Linked DNA regions of Danio rerio: region 2 is linked to region 1. A link is a contact called in public HiCAR-type data. All regions are on one chromosome and are shown on one strand. The core of a region is the stretch at or near the end of the contact, and the rest is flanking DNA. Distances in the headings are between cores, read along the strand shown.

Evidence for each region. HiCAR-type assays count read pairs that join an accessible place to other places.
Region 2: a HiCAR-type map of caudal fin shows a contact between it and region 1, with 6 times the contacts expected there. The contact joins the promoter of LOC101882898 here to the promoter of sgf29 in region 1. A contact is called at or near these places in 3 of 18 Hi-C or Micro-C datasets (caudal fin, hematopoietic stem cells and an unstated tissue) and 1 of 4 datasets of contacts at active chromatin or transcription factors (caudal fin).

The regions. Positions count from the first base shown.
Region 1 is chr3:14,153,590-14,157,532 of GRCz12tu, forward strand. It overlaps sgf29 (SAGA complex associated factor 29), which reads right to left and starts at 1,430. Exons shown (of 10, transcript NM_001005986.1): 1 at 1,271-1,430; 2 at 890-969. The region is part of intron 1 of doc2a (double C2-like domains, alpha); the gene reads left to right. All of the region lies in intron 1 of LOC137490042 (a long non-coding RNA gene), which reads right to left.
Region 2 is chr3:14,288,533-14,292,864 of GRCz12tu, forward strand. It overlaps LOC101882898, which reads right to left and starts at 2,419. Exons shown (of 2, transcript XM_021471374.2): 1 at 2,120-2,419; 2 at 1-4. The coding sequence starts at 2,303. All of the region lies in intron 11 of doc2a (double C2-like domains, alpha), which reads left to right. All of the region lies in intron 1 of LOC137490042 (a long non-coding RNA gene), which reads right to left. si:dkey-93n13.2 reads right to left here. Exons shown (of 3, transcript XM_021471375.3): 3 at 4,080-4,332.

The DNA of each region.
Region 1 (3,943 bases), core at 180-2,679:
ATGTACAAATGTTAAAAAAATAAATGAACAATTAAAATGAAAAGAAATATTAATAAAAAATGAATTAATAAAATTAAAATAAGATTAAAATATTTTAAAAAGAAAAACTGGAATAACGGGATTCAAAGAATAATAATTATACACGAATTAAAACAAAAATGATTCAATTTAGATTCAAAGGAGTAATCTCCGATTTCATAAAAAAACAAAAACAAAAAACTGCGATTAAATGCAATAAAAAAATACAAATTAGATTACTAGGAATACATTTTTATTTTAAACAAGTAAATTAAATAAATGCATAAATGCTGTACTACAAGTTGGAGATTTTAGCCTATAGCCTATATAATGTAACTTAACAAAACTTAACAAAAATAAATGCTTACCAAATACTATTTTATTTTACTCCAAACAAAACTAATTTTAACATTGTATTTTCTAGATATTTTTTATTAATAATACAATATTAATTACATATCAAATAGATTATGGAAGTCCTTTGCACAGGAGTGAACAGATTTAGGGACCATGCATCTAAAATATTGAAAACCTGTCATCATAAATTAAGGTAAAGTTGGTTTTATATTGGCACATTGGTTCAGTGACAAGCTCCCTATATTGTTTACCATGGTAATTTTGAATTTCAGTCGAAAATCACATGCAAGTATGACTTGAAAACAACATTAGCATAATTTATTTGATTGTGAACAATGTTATACTTAGACAGTCATTGGCTGCTAATATGCCAACTTTACCTCCAATTCATCTAAATGTTTCACAGATGTTAGAAATTATTCACTGAACCATCAATATAAACATAGCAACTCTATTTTTGGAGTAAAGTGATTGTTTTATAAAGCCATATACTACAGTGCTGGTGCAAACTCACCTGGGTTTGCTTTATGAGCTGATGCAACTCATTTAGCAACTCAGCGATTTTGGTGTCTGCTGACACTAAAGCCATTATACCTGTAAAAAAGTAATTTTGATTTAATTATAATAAATAAGACTGGAATTAAAGCAACCCTCGAGAAGATAAACATATAGCTTTTGACTATACTTTTGTTGCTAAACATGGACGTGTATACACTCCATAAAATCTGAACAACACTTAACACATTAAACAAAAACGGAGCACTTCGATAATGCTAGTAATAACAAAGCATTTAGCTGTACGTGTTATTTGTGTAGCTGATATGCACATGCATAACAGACCTCAGATCACGCCCTCCGCGCGCACGCAGATTAGCAAGAAAAGCGCCAATCTCACCTTCCAACACACGACTGCGAGATTCTCTCCAGATTCACCTTGTGTATTAGTACACGAACTACAATCGAAAAGCATTAATTTATTAAAGATTAACGAATTTTAAGCGTTTGTTTACGCTTTCCGATATTTTGTTAGCTTACTAGCTAGGCCTCGTACGGACACAGTGAAGGGACACATGGAGTGTTTTTTTCAAACGCCCTATTGAGAAAGAAGCTTAGGAGAGCATCAGGCTTCAGAGCAGAGATGCCCAAAATAGGGCCTTAAATTTGGCTCACCATCCCATCTGAGAAGAGAGGGAGAATGATGAGGATGATTTATAGATTGTTATTATAATTTAATGTACCATTGTATGTGTTACAAAAAAGCTATCTGAAATTAAATGCTCAATTTAAATGGTTTAAGTTTATCGTATTTAGTTTAAAATGTACACACTGTCACCCGACGGATAGACAACAATGCAGAGGCTTTGGTGAGTGAATCAAAGCAAGGGCAGATTCTGCTTGACTAGTGCATACAGCACTGAACTACACTGTTATAAATGTGATTTGTTTTTATTGCAATACGTTAAAGTTATACTGCATTAGTTAATTCGATTCAAATTAATGTTTTTTATTTATAAATATTCTGGAAGTAATTAGAAAATTACACATGGCAACTTAATAGTTGGGTATATTTGTTTTCGACCCATGGCTATCAATGATATTTGGATTTTGGCCCTTTACACGAAAAGGTTTGTGCACCCCTGCTTTAGATGGATAAATTACATCTAGTGGATACATGTGTTAATAAATGATGCAAACGTTTATAAAATTTATATCTCTAAATGTTACCTTAAAAATAGCCAGTGTTATAACATTAGGGCACGAAACATAATCAGACGATAATGAACCATAAAAATACAGGGTCATTATGAGTTATCTTCATTATTATCATCTACATCAGCACATTAACCCACATGCTGGGTTACCCGGTGCAGAACTTTTAGTGGTTATTATACATTGATGTCAGATTATTTTATTATAGCAATTGTGCATCTGGGGCGACACGGTGATTCAGTGGTTAGCACTTGCTTCAAGTCCTGACTGGGTCAATTGGCATTTCTGTGAGGAGTTTGCATGTTCTCCCCGTGTTGGCGTCGTTTTCCTCCGGATGCTCCAGTTTCCCCCACAGTACAAAGACATGCGCTAAAGCTTAATTAAATAAACTAAATTGGCCGTAGTCAGGGATGGGCAGATGTAACCCGGATAACCCAGGTTACTAGTGGGTAATACACAGCAATAGAAAAAATATAAATATCCTTAGAAATATGAAAAAACATTGGCAGAATACTCGATTAAATAATATATACTACATTTATTTATTTACAATATATAAATAATTTATAATACAGCACTCAAGGGAGTAGTGCTTTAGAATGACATCGTCGTGCCTTACTGCCTTACACTGTAGCAGCAGATCAGCTTTACAAACAATAACAAATCTCTCTTGTCTGTTAGCTTGTGTTTACCGTTGCTATGGTGATTCAGTGTTCGCAAGGGAATGCAGAGATGTAAGTTGTTATATTAATAACAGTAGAAAACTATTAGATTTATATCTTTTAATGTTTTAAATGCGTATTAACTGTGAAAAATGACCATTAATATGATGCTGAAATGATTTCTATCATATATTTTTAATGAAGGATTGAGAGAAAAAACAAGATTTGTATCTGAGAGTGAAATCTGCACACGAGTGCCACCTGGAGTTTTCCTGGTTTTTCGCTTTCATTTTGAATTATTTCCTTGGTGAGTTCGTGGTTTTTTTTATTGTTTTTATTTTAACATGATTTAAAGTAGTGTCAAAATGTGGTATTTGAGGAACGTTATGATCAGTGTGTGTATATGTTGAGTAAATGTGCATATGAAGCGTGTATATATGAAATTTATTGTTAAAGACATTCTATTAATTGATGTTTGCCTTGTGTTTTGCAAGGCTGGTTTTTTTTTGTGTGAGTCGAAGCAACTGTGACGAGTCCCTGGTTTACACTGGACTCGAAACTTCTGTATGGCGAACCACCCACGGAACCGATTCACCTACTAGACTGTGTGTTTGAGCTATTGGACTGGTAGGAGAGTTCTTTTGTTTTTGTTTGAAGAAACGAGACTTGGACATCGCGATCCTCCTGTCTTCTTCTTTCTTTTCCTTGAATTCTCAACGGAAAAACACGAGCTGTGGAGCTGAACTGAGAGAATCAGCAGTTCTCTTGAACGGAATCTTTTATTATTGAACTGTGTACGGAAAAAAGCAAAACAAATCTTTTGAACAGCGAAACGATTGATTTGAACAGTGAAACGATTCTTTTACACAGTGCGACGATCTTTTGAACCGTGGGGCGATTCTTTTGAACAGTGGAGCGATTCTTTTGAACAGTTGAGCAATTCTTTTGAACGGTAAACAGTAAACGATTCACTTGAACAGTGTAATGATTTATAGTTGAAAGTGTGAATATTGTATTCCACCCTGTATTTTGAGTTGAATTGAGTCATTTATTTTTGATTCGTTTCTTTATTTTCCTTTTTTGATTACAGTTGAGTCTGCCAAGTATTTTTATTACAAGTTATTGCTTTCTTTACGTTGTTTTATACAAAAAGTAACAGTGTTGTAGTTTTTCCAAGATATTTATTCATTTTCATT
Region 2 (4,332 bases), core at 1,169-3,668, 140 kb after region 1:
GGAGCTGTAAAAGATAAAAGGTTTGAGGAGGCCAGATGGGGGGAAGAAAATCATTTAACAAATGCTAAAATATGGCTAAAATAAAATTAAAGTTCAATTTGGGCTCTCCAAAAAAATCTAATGGACATCTAAATATAGTCTAAAAATAGACAAGTTATTAAAGACACAGGAATGACTGACTACACGTCAATTCTTTTTAATCTGTGTATTTGAAGGCTAATCAACTGTGATCAACTGGCTTTTCACTGTGACCCCTGCACTGTGACCCCTACTTTGTTTAAGCAGACCTCTACTAGATGTATTTTAAACACAAAACAACTTGGTTTGTGATGTTTACAGACTCAGCTTCATATAATGATTTCATCTGGTCAGTTCATCAATAGTCTTTCAAGTCTTAACTAAAACTAATGCATTTTCAAATATATCAGCTTTAAAGCATGCCCAAGTTTAAAAAGATTTCATTAAAATTTGAATTAAAAAATGCTCCAGTGTAAATGATTTAGACTACAAATATCTTAATATATGTTATTTAAAATAAACGTCAGAGGCAATTTCAATATTATTATTAAATACTATTTATAAATACCAATATTTTAATGTATTAGATTGTAAATCAACCTCAATAACTGCTCTTACAACAAAAAACAGAATCAACATTCACATATAATTCTTTCTAGAAAAAATAGTAGTAGTTAATAACCTCCTGAGGAATAAAAAGCAATAGAAATGGTTTAAGGACATATTGCATCAGAACAAATTAATAAGAGTCATATTGCACAAATAAAAGTCTTGTCATCAGTGCATTGTTTTTATGTTATAGGTGGCTGATTCTTTTTTCTGTGCCAACAAAAAAAAATCTGTAGTAACTTATAGTATTATTGTGATATTAAACCATACTATAGTAAAGCGCTTTCATTAAAAGTGCTTTTCTATTAACTTTCATTAAGGCTGTTCTATAGTTCCTGTGGTAATACAACAAATTACCCAATACTGTACTACTAAATATACTATACCATATATAATATACTACTATATATAATATACTATATATACTATACTACTACGTAATATACCACATATACTATACTACTATATATAATAAACCATATACTATACTACTATATATAACACTATACTACTATATATAATATACCATACACTATACTACCACATAATATACCATATATGCTATACTACCAAATAATAATATACCATATATACTATACTACTATATATATAATATACTATATATTATGCTACAATAACGCACATCAAAGTTTACAGTAGTAAAAACTTATATCACAGTAAATATTACAGTTCAACAATTCTACATAGTTAATACTACTTTATTATTTTACACTAAAACTATTTTACAGTTGGCATGCTAAAAATATAAATAATAATACACTATACTATAGTAAACTTAAAACTTCAAAGCCACGGTGGTATTTACACTATAACAATTGTATTTATGTGGGTAACCGTCGTGTATATCGATGGATAACCATGATTGAGGTAAAGTTGGGTTTATTTTCACATGTTAGTTCATTTTAACGGTTTCTACCGTTATATTGTTGACCACCCTAGTTGCTTTAAATATTTGGTCTGAAATCGCATGCAATTATGACTTCAAAACAACATTAGTACTGTTTAATTGAATGTTAACAATGTTGTAACGTTACTTTGAACGTCATTGACTGCTAATATGAATGTACTGTTTACAACTTTCAAATAATACTTCTCTGATATTATTTTATTGTGGAGAAAGTCCGAATGTATATAAACAACTTGACCTCAATGCAACCAAATAGTCTTTGATGTACGCTAAATATGGTGTGTGAGTGGAAACTGGTTTAACTGACTGTGAACAATGTTGTAAGATTACTTTGAACGTCATTGGCTGCTAATACGATTTCCCTATTTAGAATTTTCACATAATATTTTAATGAAAGTATATTATTATGGAGAAAGTCCGACTATATATAAGCAACTTTACCTCAATGTTACCACCATTGTGTGTGAGCGGAAACTATGGTTTCCATGGTAATGTGAGAAAAGTAAATAAACCGCAGTCTATGGCAGAAATGCATTATATTCTACAAAAAAGACGATGATGTACCAGTCGACTCGACGATTTTCTCGATCTCTTTGAGTCTCCGTCTCAGATACTCGTTGTCCTTTTGCACGCTGTCCAGCTCTTTCTCATACTGCAGGACAGTCCCGCCGATCATGTCCATGATTTCATTCAGCGCCGCCATTAGGCGCTCCGTCAGAAACGTGTTGATGACCTCCAGCTTTGTCATTTTGCTGACGGTTTGAAGAGGTTTTTTTTTTTAATTACCACTATTTTATTTTCGGCGTACAGTAAGGCACAATGTAAACACTCTTCTCTACGGTCATATGACCACGTATATGTTCCTCTTTAACCACAGAAACAAACCGACTTGAGCTGTGATTCAGCGCCAGCCACAGGAGAGGAGTAGTAAGTACAGAAAATATCGTTTTTACTTCATGATAACGCTGTATGGGATAGTTAATTTAAAAATGAAGATTTACTTATCCTAAAGTGTTTATGATCCGAGTTTTTTTTTCTTCTATTGAACACAAAAGATATTTTGAAGAAAGCTGAAAAACTTATCAACATCTATGTAGTAGGGAAAACAAATACCACGAAAGTCAACGGTTCCAGATTTCCAGAAAAAAAGCAAGAGAAACAGGTTTTGAAGAAGTGAGAGTAAATGTTGACAGAATTTTCTTCTTGTTTTGGTGAACTATCCTCTTAATAACATTGCAAGGAAGGCAGTGGATAAAGGTTACCAATACTTTCCTGTAACCATAATTTTGGTCAAGATACAATATAACGTTACTTAACATTACCACAGATGCCATAATAAGCACAAAATCATAAATAAATTATCCATAATTTGTTTCTATCTGTTTAAAGGCATATTGTTCTCACTAATTACTCTCCATCAAGTAGTCCCAAATTAAGTTTCTTTCTTCTGTTGAACAAGAACAAGATATTTTGAAGAATGTTAGAATCCAGTAAACATTGACATCCATAGTAGGAAGAACATATACTATGGAAGTCAGTTTTGAACAAGGGTGAGTAAATGATTATTTGCTGACCACAGTGGATATTTTGTTTTATAAACAATGGTTAAAATCTTCATTTCCAAGGTTTGTTAAACTGCCTGAATGACTTATGAAAATATACGAAGGCCCATTTCTGCCTCATTATTATTATTCTGAGTCACTATGATGAGATACATTCTCATATCTCAGTGTGAAATTTTCTTGTTATAAATAATAGATTAGGATAGTTTGAGACACTTTCTTGTAACTCCTATGACGTGGTTATTTGCCGTTATCTCTGAGTCATATATGACTTTTTCAGTATGACTATGATTGTAAGAAAGTCTTATTTTGATAAACCAAGTCATATCCATTTATTATGAGAAACGATGTCATGTTGACAAAGTTTCTCTTAATAATGGATTAGGTTTCCATAATAAGAAATTATGACAAAATTTCCTCTTTATTATGAGAAACAATCTCAAGGTCTGTGGTTATTATTGAAATCCTATCCCTTATCATGAGAAGGTGACTCATTATTATGGGTAACTATTGTCAGAAACAAGCCATTGTTTCAAGAAAGCATCTTCTTCTCATGAAATGCTGATTACGATGGTGTTATTTGATCATGGATTGATTATTAGTTATTATTCTGCAAGTCATAATATTAGGAAATTATTACTAGCATTGCACAAATAATTATTACAAGGTAATCTCTTGCTAGGCTCTGGCTTTTTTAACTCACAAATAAACTTGTTTGACTATTTCTTCATTGATGGCACAGTTCCCAAAGGCATAATGATTTTTATACTGTACAAACTGTATATTTTCTGACTCTGAAAGTCATAGCTACAATAAATTATTAGCATGTCATAAGTTATTAGGAAAATGTTTCTCATTATCATGACCTACTACACAGTACAATGCTTGTGGTTTATTTACTCATAAATAAAGCTCTTTTATTCACATTTAGGTCTATAAATACAAGACTAAAACAACAAAAATGTTCTCAATGTTTACATTTTTATTTAAAAAATGTCATATAAAAGGGCAAAATCCCAAATTTCGAAGCTTTTAGAGGGGTGGTAAACACTGTAAAGTATCTGTAATCTCTTTTATTACAGATTTATTTACTATTAATCATGCCCCAAATTTGACAATGTAATATTGTTTTTTAAACAAAACAATGCTGAAATCAACATCCAACCACCAGTTACAGCACTTATAGACTAATACTGTAGCCCCTTTCACACAGTA